Linked DNA regions of Drosophila melanogaster: region 2 is linked to region 1. A link is a contact called in public Hi-C data. All regions are on one chromosome and are shown on one strand. The core of a region is the stretch at or near the end of the contact, and the rest is flanking DNA. Distances in the headings are between cores, read along the strand shown. Region 1 holds the start of CG10702. Region 2 holds the start of Phb1 (Prohibitin 1).

The links. Hi-C and Micro-C count contacts between places; a contact is called where the count stands out from the background.
Region 2: a contact with region 1 is called in a Hi-C map of the Kc167 cell line, with 2.5 times the contacts expected there. A contact is called at or near these places in 65 of 107 Hi-C or Micro-C datasets (the Clone 8 cell line, the D17-c3 cell line, the Kc167 cell line and 22 more) and 5 of 7 datasets of targeted methods (the Kc167 cell line and the S2 cell line).

The regions. Positions count from the first base shown.
Region 1 is chr2L:19,066,336-19,072,104 of dm6, forward strand. CG10702 reads right to left here and starts at 3,516. Exons shown (of 7, transcript NM_001201912.2): 1 at 3,428-3,516; 2 at 1,868-2,883; 3 at 1,447-1,688; 4 at 1,237-1,365; 5 at 829-1,182; 6 at 466-769; 7 at 1-403. The coding sequence starts at 2,242. CG17343 reads left to right here. Exons shown (of 2, transcript NM_136096.3): 2 at 3,109-3,338. CG17572 reads right to left here. Exons shown (of 6, transcript NM_136097.4): 5 at 5,089-5,390; 6 at 4,796-4,970. The coding sequence ends at 4,857.
Region 2 is chr2L:19,121,449-19,127,217 of dm6, forward strand. It overlaps Phb1 (Prohibitin 1), which reads right to left and starts at 2,421. Exons shown (of 3, transcript NM_001169541.2): 1 at 2,309-2,421; 2 at 1,673-2,108; 3 at 1-1,369. The coding sequence starts at 2,104. The coding sequence ends at 971. It overlaps l(2)37Cb (lethal (2) 37Cb), which reads right to left and starts at 5,528. Exons shown (of 4, transcript NM_136102.4): 1 at 5,126-5,528; 2 at 4,928-5,064; 3 at 3,298-4,867; 4 at 2,550-3,230. The coding sequence starts at 5,475. The coding sequence ends at 2,603.

The DNA of each region.
Region 1 (5,769 bases), core at 2,266-4,765:
GGTCGTGACTGGCCATTTGAACCGTCAGCGAGCTATCCGTCTTCTTGACCAGCTCCAGCAACGGAGGCTTTGGTATGTCCAGCTCCGTCTGCACGTAGGTCAATTCGCTGCGTGCCTCATACGCTTCATGCGCCTCATCATTGCCGAAAGTACGCAACAGGACGACATACCGTGTGTCCGGTTGAAGATCATCCAAGTCGAAAAGATAGTGTGTGCCATTTTCGATCAGATCGTCGGGGAAGAGCAGGCGTCGTTTCCAGTTGATTCGTGTACATATGGGCGCGTCCAGTTCACTTTCTTCGTGGTATAGTTTCCCCGGCAATAAAGGTCGGTGGATCAGCTCGATCTTCTGGCTTGTTTGAGACTTGAGCCAGCTTAGCTTCACAGACCGATGGGTTCGTTTCTGTATATAAGTAAAATAGAAATTTGCACTTTATTTCTTAAGAAAAGCTACAAGCTATTTACCTGCACATATAGCTGCAATTTCAAGGGGCTGCACTGCACCTCCTGGTCGTTGGTCTGCAGGGAGTCCAGGGCTCTATCATGGGTCACAGCGTTTTGGAATTCTCGCATCCTCCGGTTGCACAGTTTGTTGTTGCGATGCATGAACATGCCGCCCTCCATGAACTCCAGTTGCCGCGAAGGTGTCCACAACTCGGACAGCTCCTTGTTGTCATAAAGTATGAAGGAGTAGTGGCGATTCTCTAGGGGATCACCGTGAACGCGCTCTAGGTTTCTCAGGAATTGCAAGCTTCTTAGCTGGGAGGAACTGCGACAAGAAATAAGTATGTTAAATGGCAGTGAAACAGCCAAGGAAATCATACCCACCGATAGACTTTAACATGCCCACGAACCTCGCGCATACTAGTGAAGCTCTGGTACAGCTGCGTCTCGTTCACCTTGTTGCGGATTGTGATGACCAGGCTGCCATTGAAGATCTGACAGCCACGCAAATTCTCTGCATCAGCCAGATTGTATACGGTGAACGCTTTTCCTGGCCACTCCGGCGTGCAGAAGCTGATACAAGCCTCATCGGGGCTACAGAGCACGCACTCCGACCGGTTGTTCGTCTTGTAGCCGCTGGGACAGAAAGCTACGCACTGTGATCCGGAAATAACATAGCCGTGCTTTAGCACACACTCGGCCTTCGTATAGCAGCGCTGATAGTTCTCCATGACGTACCTGTAAGACAGTATGTCTTTATAGAGCCGGATGCGACAGAAAGTGTTCACTCACTTGTCCTTCGGACAGCTCTTCACGCAGACACCATCATCACTGAGTCCGCGGCAAACGCTGCAGTCAGCTGGGGATGATGAGTTGTTCTTGCAGCCGCCCAAGCACTCCTCATGGCAGGCGTTTATGTTGCTGCGATTGATAAGGGATTCGAATTTACCATTCAAGGAGAGTATAAACAGTTAGTCTGCATTCATTTCCAATAATACTCACGCCTTTGGATTGGCGACATTTTCGTTGATGGATCTTTGGCAGTAATGATTCGACCAGCAGTGGGAGGAACTGCATCCAGAGCAAACCGGTGTGCTGCAGTTTTTATTCACCATTATTATGTTGTTCTCGCCTCTGGTGAGAGTCAGCAGATCCCAATTAACACGGCCGATGCTGCAGAGCTTGGGGCAGCTGCCGATGTAGACTTGTCCTCGTTGTATTGCCACCAATTTGGGAAATACCAACTGGGAGTTCAGGAGTTATCGAAATGGAGATTATTTTACACAAGTTTTAAAAGGAAAAAATCATGCAAATGGTTCAGAATTAGAAATAGTCCAAGAAATTTGGGATTTCTTCTTATAACACGAGCACTTTAAGGATCAATCTTTTCCATTTTCAATGGACTGTACGTAGGATCTCTCACCTGTTCCAGCTCGTGCATGTTGGTCACTCCGAGCGCGTAGTTAAGGAACAGCCGGCGACCCCGAATGACGGTCAGGTGCGGGAACATTTCGGTGATGTTGACCAGGCCGCGCACGTCGGTGAAGATCATGAACTCGGTGATTTCGGTGAGCAGTGGGTACGAGTACTCCGAGAAATTGCAGCGCTGCTCGATAGTGATCAGCGTGATCATCACGTATCCGGTGACAACGGTGCAGTTGTCCAGCAGATGCATGTTCTTGCACTCGTTTCGGATGTCGATGCTGGTGCACTCGTGCTCCTTTTTGGATTCGGCGCAGGGGACATATAGCGCCAGGAACATGAGGCCAACGCCCAGCAGCATGTTGCCGCAGTGCATGTTGCCAAGCTTGTACTTGAAAAGAGTTTTGAAGTTTATTTTTCGCTTATCCTCTTTAGCTTCTTTTGCCGGCAGCGCTGTCGCCCCCACATATTGCGACGCTTCTACCGAACCTATGTTTTTTTTTTCGATCCGATCAGCTTACAGTTAGTTGTACATACATATGTAGCACGCCCAATTAGCGCCCTTACTCTCCAGCGTCCATCTGATTAGGACCGATATTTATGACTTGGGCGCTTTTTTTGAGCTCTCGCTATCGTTGGCGAAATATCGCGCACGGAGGGCTCGCTTTTTGTTGTTAAATCTACGCTAATTATTTTGGTTCACTGTCTAGATCGGAAGCGTAAACAAACACGTTACCACACAAGCGCATTACGCACGTCAAAAACAATTCCTTCGATCGTATTTGTTTATTGTTTGTTTTTTAATTGGATTAGTTTTGGGCTCATGCAGAGCGATCTTCGGCTCTTATATTCACTCGCGGGGGTTGCCATACACTCAAATCATCTTTTCCTAATAGAGAACTATAAATTCTCTTATGGTATTTGGGCAGAACAACAGAACAACTCATTTCAAGAAAGCAGGTCTGCTTGTCTCAAATTTTCAAATATTCTTTATTAGCTCGGCATCAGGATCTTGAGCTTGAAAAACAAGTGTGTTATAAACATTTTTAAAAATAACAATTTTTAAAATCACTGATAATTTTTGATAGTATTTTTTTAAATACAGATTCTAGCGATTCCGTTTTAAATTTTATACAATAATGGGCATAAATTAAATCTTTATAATTCTAATTCTTTAATAGTTTAAATACATTTTCTTTTTAAATGTATATATTTATATTATAATATATAATATATTTCCAGGGGAATTAACACTTTGATCGTCACTACCTCAATGGATGAAGCACTTAGTTTTTAAGAAATTGTATTTTGTAATTTACACTGTAAAAACATCTTGTGCTTTTTCGCGCACTGCAAGCGAAATTAGAATTGATCGTCGTAGTTCACTAATATATTTTAGCTATACAATTAGACACCTCAATTAGTTGGTGCCAAACAGCCAGACTGTTAAATATAAGAATTCTAAAAAATCGAAAAAATCCAGAATTTCATTCTTGGGCAACTTTTGATGGCCACACACACACACACGGCAACAACGGTAGGCAATTAAAATATTTTCGACCTTGTTCGAAGGATCTTTTCGCCCAGTGCAAAATGGGAGATGCGAGAGCGCGACGCGGTGCTCACCTCGCGACGATCGACTGCCGACTGACCGTCTGGGAAGCTCGTCCGTCGCGGAGAGCAAACAAATTGATTTTCCATTTAGTGGCTTCTGCCCCAGCATCGCCGCCGTCCCCGGGACTCGCCGATGGACAGATACTCTGCCTTCGGCGGGGCAAAGTGTTCTCGTGAATTGATTAGGCCGTTGTTTGATTTCTGCGGGAATGTGAGCCAGTTAATTTGTCAGCGCGGGCAGTTAATTTGTACGCAGCTTATGCAATGGCCAGCAATCGAGGAATTCGAGGAATTCCATTCTATTCCGATTCTATGCGCTCTTTGGCGCAGTGCAGCCATTTCGATTTTTATGGCCCCACTTATGGGCTCCAGCACCAGCACCAATTCCAACTCCAGCTCCTGCCAAACCACCAGCTGATCCCAGTGGCTCATAAAAACAGCTGACTCCAATTAGCCACATGGCACCGGTACCGGCATCCTCATCGGCATCTCGGACTCTTCTCTCCGCACGCACATGGTCAACTCAAAGCCCATGCAGGAGAATTCCCATGCAGACTTTGGAGCGATTAAGTTTAACGAGCCGGCAATGAGGAGTTTTCGGTTTCGGAGAGCATAGAACGTGCATAAAAAAAGAAGGTGGAGCTCTGACACAAAACAGGGAATATGGCTAAAGTGAATTCTAAATAAAAGTTACTGGAGAATTGGCTAAGATATATGAAGTATCGATTCTGAAGTATATGCTTCAAAATATTATTATGCCACATTAATTCATATGCATTTTTTCTCTTGTGTACTGTGCTTGAAATCAGTGGTTCACCTTGATTAACTCATTTGATGGAACCACTTAATTGAAAAATGTCTTCCCTTTTAAATGTGCTCTAATAAAAGGAATAAATAAAAATTGCTGGAATAAATAAGAATCATCATGTGAGTTTTTTATCATGGGTAAGTTTATATCAAGTTTTATTCATTAATTGTTCAAATATTCAATGCTATAATCACAATCTGTTTTAGTTGAATATGGCCAACATCTATCTCAAACAATATCAAATAAATACATTCATTTTAAAAAAAGAAAAGATTGTAGAGTGGGGTTCCAATTGTCCACATGTTTTACTTCCCTATCGTCATCTTATTTGTATAAAAGATCATTTTCTTATTTTTCAGCCCCGGCGAGTGGTTCGTGTCAGAGTTCAATTAATTCAATTAAGTGATTGGGTGCGTGTAAACTCAGATCAACATATCAGATCAATGGGCAGCGCCACAGAACGCAGTAGCTTTCTACGATAGCTTTGAATAATGAATATAGTCCGCTGTTGGTATTTATTCATATCTTTATTTAAATAATGCAATTTTAGGTTCTACTTAAGTGGAGTCTACTCCGGCGGCGTGTTGTCGTGAATCCACTCGGAAAAGTGGGCCACGGATGTGTAGACACTCGGGATGCGCAGACCGCCGCAGTTATCAGATCCAAAGGACATGATGCCGATCTGTGGGATAAGTTACATTAAGTTTTAGTTGCAGATAAATACATATATAAAGTTTTTCAAGCACTAGATAGCAATAAATTATGATTTATTGAACGGTGAATCGAATGCGTTTCATTACCTGTGAAAAGATGCCGTTCTCTTGTATGAAAAGCGGTGCTCCGCCGAATCCTTGGCAGACGTCCTTGCCCTCGCCGCCGGCGCACATCCATTGACCCTCGATGGAGTTGGGCGATTCCAGGGCACCCGTGGAGCCGTAGTTGCGCAGGCACAGGTCCCAGCTGGTCAGCGGCACGTCCAGATGCGACATCTCCGGCTGGCGGACACTCGACGTGGACATCTTGCCCCAACCGGCGATGGTAGCCCGTTTGCCCACCACCAGGTTGGCGCGTGTCTTCTGCAGGCAGATGGGCTGTGTAGCCACTGGCGGTGCGAGATTGGAAATGGGTTGGCCGCCATTAATCTTACGTTCGACTTCTGATCGCTACCTGCCCAAATCTGCAACATTGTTTTCTGGCCCAAAGGGGCTTGCGTATACTTTTTCGAAAGGGGGCTTCCCGAAACAGAGGCACTTAGTTTGAAATACAAATGTATCTATTAGATGAGATCTGATCGATGCACATAGAATTCGATTTATCGTACAAAAGTGCGACTTCATTTCTTTGATATTTGGCAGCAGCTCTTTTAGTGTCTCAAGTAATAATTTTGTTTGTGCCAAAAAAAGGAGCTCCCCATTGGAACACGCCCTTGCTCTGGGCCCATTGATTTATCTCGGACCGCTGTATTTTATTGGGCATTATAA
Region 2 (5,769 bases), core at 1,171-3,670, 54 kb after region 1:
TGCTGAGTGCGAGCAAAGTGCGTGTGCCTGACATTTCAACGAAGCCACTTTGGCAAATCACTTGGCTGAATCAACAGATTTATACGCCATGCCAACGGCTCTGCTTTCGATTTTAATGCGCTGGGTGCTCCACCCACACGCCAGCCAACAGCCACCAGCCACCAGTCGCCCAACTACCCACCCACATTATGCTGCTTTACGGGTGGCTGGAGTTCGGGTCGATTGAGGCGAAGAATACTACAATTTGATTTATGACCATCTTGAGTTGCGAATGAATGCGAAAGTATTCTCCGCTTATAGGGGTCGAATGGCGCCTTTGAGAGGGGGATTGCATAAACAGGCATCATATGGGGTAAACAAGGGCCGAGATAAGCGAGCGGGTGTTTGGTGTACACATCACATCGCTGAGCTTCAATAGGTCACGTATTTTGTCTAAATCTATATGATATGGGCAAGTGATTAGATTCGTTTTAGGATCGATCTGTAATTAATTGGGAAAGTAAAAGTAAAGTAAAAAGAAAGTAAAAGTTCATAAATTAAATAACATTTCCTGCATAACCATAACCACACTCAATTTAAAAGCCCACTCATGTAGGGATTATCATTTATTGTTTGTTCACATAATGAAATTTTCTTACGGTCTGTGTTTCTTTCAATTACTGGAGTTGTTTTAAGCCCGGTGCCGATCTTAAGGACCAATTCAGCAGGACGCGCACACGAACGACTCAAACGGAAACAACAAAAGTTGAGCCGCATTCGGAGCGCACACTGCGACCGGATTTCGAACCCGATCGGGAAGATAATGGAAAAACCGATTACATGAGACAAATTTTGGTTGTTTCGCTTAGTATTCTCCAGTCAGTCGGGCGCGAACGCTTTAGAGTAGTGCATATTTCAGCAGAAACAAAATCGAAAAGTACTTAGTAAATGCTATAGGTAGTTACAACTTAACGGAACTAGATGCACCCAGCTACTGCGCGATGGTCGATGGCAGATTGAGCAGCGTGCTCTGTCCGCTGGGCAAGTAGGCGACACCACGGGACCGGGATAGCTGGTAGGCGATATCCTCGGCGGCCTCAATACGTCGCAGCTCCACCAGACCGTCTCCGGCCTCGCCGAATGACTTGGCCAACAGGCCAGCGGCTTCGGCATCACCCTCCGCCGAAATGATGGACGCCAGCTTCTGTTGCTCGGCCTTCTCCACGACAAAACGCGCCTTCTCCGCCTCCTGCTGGGCCACCTGCTTCATCTCGACGGCCAGCGTGAACTCCCGACCGAAGGTCAAGTGCGTGAGCGAGATGTCATCCAGAATAAAGCCGAACTGCTTGGCACGTACAGTCAGTTCCTGGGAAACGCGCTGCGACACCATCTGCAAAGAGGTAATCACGTTAAGTACGGGCATGAAAGTATTATATTTCCGACTGCATAAGTTGAATAATAATCCAATTCTTAAGCTTCAATTCTCAAAAGAGCAATAAGCCTAGACTTAAGCGCCGAGATCGCGTTCTTGCTTACACAATCAAATTTAAATCGAAAATAAAATACGCGTGAAATACGATGAGATCTGATGACCTGATACTAAGTAAACATAAGCGCCTCTGGTGAAACACAAGGCCCATCAAAAAAGCTTTATCCTAAAGAAACTGAGGGCTCTCCTGATGTTTTTACTCACCTCACGCTGGGTGATCAGCTCGCCGGCGTCGAACTGGGCGACCACAGCCTTCAGCACCTCAGGCGCGATGGAGGGCAGGACACGCTCGTCGTAGTCCTGGCCGAGAATGGTGTAGATCTTGGGCAGCTGGTCTGGAATGGGGCGGTACAGGATTCGGAGCGTGATGTTGACATTCTGCAGATCCTTGCTGCCCGTTATCACAGGAACGTTGCGGGGCTGGGACCGGATGTCGAAGATGATGGGCCGCTGCACCCATGGGATGAAGAAGTGGGTACCCTCGCCGACCACGTTCTCCTTGATGCCGGTGAAGCGATCGAAGATGACCGCCCGGTGGCCGCCTTCCACATTATATAATGCCGAATTGACAACGCCACCCAAAACGGCCACTCCGAGGCCCATTTGGCCAATGCGATTAAAGAACTGAGCAGCCATTATCCTTTGAATAAAACAAACGTAATGTATTTAGTTACTGTTCTATAAACTATATATGTAAATGAAAGCCGACTGGACTTGGAAATTTCATCAGTTTTTAGGTTAGAACGTCATGGTTTAATGACAATGTGCTGTTTGCGTGTTTTTATCCCCTGTTCTTCCTGGTCTTCAAACGCAGTTAGCTCGGCTCGCTCATAGACTCACTTGTTAAAGGTTTTTGGTTGCACTTAAATTAAATTATTGTGCAATTTTGCTCTTTGAAATGCAAAACACGAAATACAACCACACGGCCTGTTATCGATAATACAACTGTCGGTGGGGCCGCCATATATCGAAACGTACTAATAAGAATCGTATTCGATTGTTTCCTAAGATTATCGATTATCGAAATTTAAAAAGAATAATAATAAACAAAGCCAGTTTACAATATCAAACTACAAATGGTGAAATTTACAATAAAAGTTTATTATTAATTGAAAACTAAAAACCCCCTCAAAATTATTGCGCCATTTCGGCTCGCCCGGCGACTTTTGGCATCTTCTTGTTCGTCGAATCCTCCAGCTCCTTGGCCTTGTAGTAGTGCGGAGCCACCTCCAGCAACCACTTGCTCTCGATCTCTATAACCTGACGCATGTACTCCTTGGAGGTGAACACCAGCTCGTGATAGAGCACCCAGCGCGGCAGCTCCTCAAAGAGCGAGGAGTTCGGATGTATCATCACGGTCTGATTGTGCTTGATGGTCTTGTAGTGACCGCCCTTCGAGAGTCGCGCCACATGGTAAAAGTAACCAGCGGTGGCTGCCTTGCGCACGTTTACTGTTTCTGGCAGGCAGCTGACCATGTCGATCTCGACACGCTGCATCAGTCCCACCAGCTGCTCCCGCACGTCGCGAGCCCGCTTCATCGATCTGTACTGGATGAAGTTCTCGTAGCACCACTGGGTGCTGTAGTCCGTCTCCGCCCACTGATTGTAGACCTGCAGGAGGCTCAAGTGGTCGCCGTGCATGTGATTGAAGTTTTTTCGGGCTGTGTCCGCGTGAATGATTTTGTCCTTGGGCCTGTAGAAAATGGCGCTATTCACGGACAGCATGGCTGCAATGGTCACCATCTCCTCGGAGCATTTGTATCTAAAACAAAAATATACGAATATTATACGAATTATTTCACTTCTGGTTTGTTAGATCGATTACATACTTTTCGCTTGCCAGCAGCATCTTGCCCATCATGGGATCCACGGGAAACTCGGCCATCCGTCGACCCAGCTTGGTTAACTCTCCATGGTGATTAAGTGCACCCAGGGCATATAGCTGCTCCAAAGCCAATACCAGTGTCTCGTGCGGCGGAGGGTCCAGAAAGTCGAAGTGTATCAGATCATTGATGCCCAGAGCCTTTAGCATGAGCACCGCATTGCCCAGATTAATACGCTGTATCTCCGGAACGGTATTGTCCTCCAGTTCATGCTTGTATGCCCACGCCGTATACAGACGGAAGCACTTTCCCGGAGCAGTTCGTCCCGCTCTGCCCGCTCGCTGATTGGCGGAGGCCTTGGAAATGGGCACCACCATAAGCGACTCCATGCCAGTGCGGGAATTAAAATTGTTCTGCTTGGCAAACCCAGGATCAATTACATAAATGATGTTGTCGATGGTTAGCGAAGTCTCTGCGATATTTGTGGCCAGGATAACTTTTCGGGCATTCGGCGGTGTGGGTTCGAAGATTTTGGCCTGCATATCACTCGGTAGATTCGCATAGACGGGTATAACGATCAGCTCACGTATTTTGGAGCCCAGCCGCTTTACGCGATCATGCAGAACCTCCTGGCAAGTCTCGATCTCATCCTGACCCGTGAGGAAGACTAGAATGTCGCCCAAAGGTTGAGTGGCATGAATCTGCAAAACTGAAACGCAACACGCGTCGATGTAGTCCGCTTCCGGAGCCTTGGTGTAGAATATGTCCACTGGATAGCGGCGACCAGGTATCCGAAAGATGGGTGCATCATCGAAGAACGCGGAGAACTTTTCCGCATCCAGAGTGGCACTGGAAATGAGCAGCTTCAACTCTGGTCTAAAGCGAGCAATATCCTTGACCAGGCCAAACAAAATGTCCGTGTGCAGTGTCCGTTCGTGAGCCTCATCGATAATCATCACACTGTAGGAGGCCAAGTCGGGTTCCGAAAGGAACTCTCGATGCAGGGTGCCGTCCGTCATGTACTTGAGAATGGTGCGATCCGAGGTGCAGTCCTCGAAACGGATGCTGTAGCCCACCTCGTTGCCCAGCTTCACGCCCATTTCCTCGGCCACGCGTGCTGCCACCGACATGGCGGCCACACGACGTGGTTGCGTGCATCCGATCATCTTCTTGTCCTTGGTGAAACCAGCTTCCACGAGGTACTGCGGCACCTGTGTCGTTTTGCCCGAGCCTGTTTCTCCTTCGATGATGAGCACCTGATGTTCCTTTACAGCAGCAATCAGATCCTCCTTGAACGGATAAACGGGCAGTGATCTTCTGGTTTCGTCCAATGTCAAACGTTTGCGTTCCTTCTCCGTGAGTTCGGGCTGTCGGCTAGATGATTTCTCTCGACTTCCGTCCAGGGTAAGGGCTTGGATGAAATCGATTTGATCGTCAAGTAGCAGCTCATACTCCTCCTCCGCCTTGGCATCTTTCGCGCCGAAATGGAAACGCGCCGAAGCCAGCTGTTCAGCCTCCCATTTCTTCTGCTCTGAGTTGGGTTGCTTCTCAAACTCATCAACCTCAACGTATTCAGCTTAAGTGGAAAAATAACATATAAGTATTTATCGAGGACCAACGTACGTTGTCTACATACATCGCTCTCCCTTTTTCAGGTCCTGCGGCATATTATAACGCTGGATGCGCTCTAGTTCCCGCGCCTTCTCGTGCTCCTTGGCGATGTTCAGCAGTTGCTTCTTGTACTCGCGCTCCTCCTTCTCCCGTTTGGTCAGGCTGAAAGCAAACCAGGATTATTTGGATACCTATGTAGGTAAGGATTAAGCTATGATCCTACACGCTCTCATCGAAGAGGTACTCATCGTCCAGGATGTCCGCCTCCAGCTCGGCCACCTTGTCATCCTTGCGCTTCTCCAGGTACTGGCGACGCGACTGCAGACGCAGGTGAGGCACTATCTTGTCCCGATCCTCATGCTCAAGCTTCAGTCGCTTGGTGGCCTCCTCGATGGCCCTTCGTCCGCCGGTGGAATCAACCACATTGCGCGTCCGATCGTCATCCCGCTTCTTCAGCCGGCTGGCGAACTCGTCGCGCTCCTGCAGGTCCTTTAGGCGAGACTCTTCCTCGCTGTCCGGCTCCTCACCGCTGCTGCTGCTGCTGGCCGTGCGTTTTCTGTTTTTACCCGACATTTTCAAGATTGCCTATAAACAAACCGGCTAGCGATAGGTAATTCGATAACATGCAGTGCTGCCAAGCTAGCTATTTTCAGCACTGGGTGAGCAAACAATAATAATCAAATTGCTAAAAATATATTATATATATATATAATATTCTATATTTATTTTATTACAAATTATGTTTCTTATATTATAGGCTTATTTGTGGCAATAACTAGTTTTAAAGGACTTATGGGTACACCTTCATGGCACATTCAATTTTGTGTGTTGCTCATTTTTTTTTGCTCGAATTTATTAGTAGAGAGC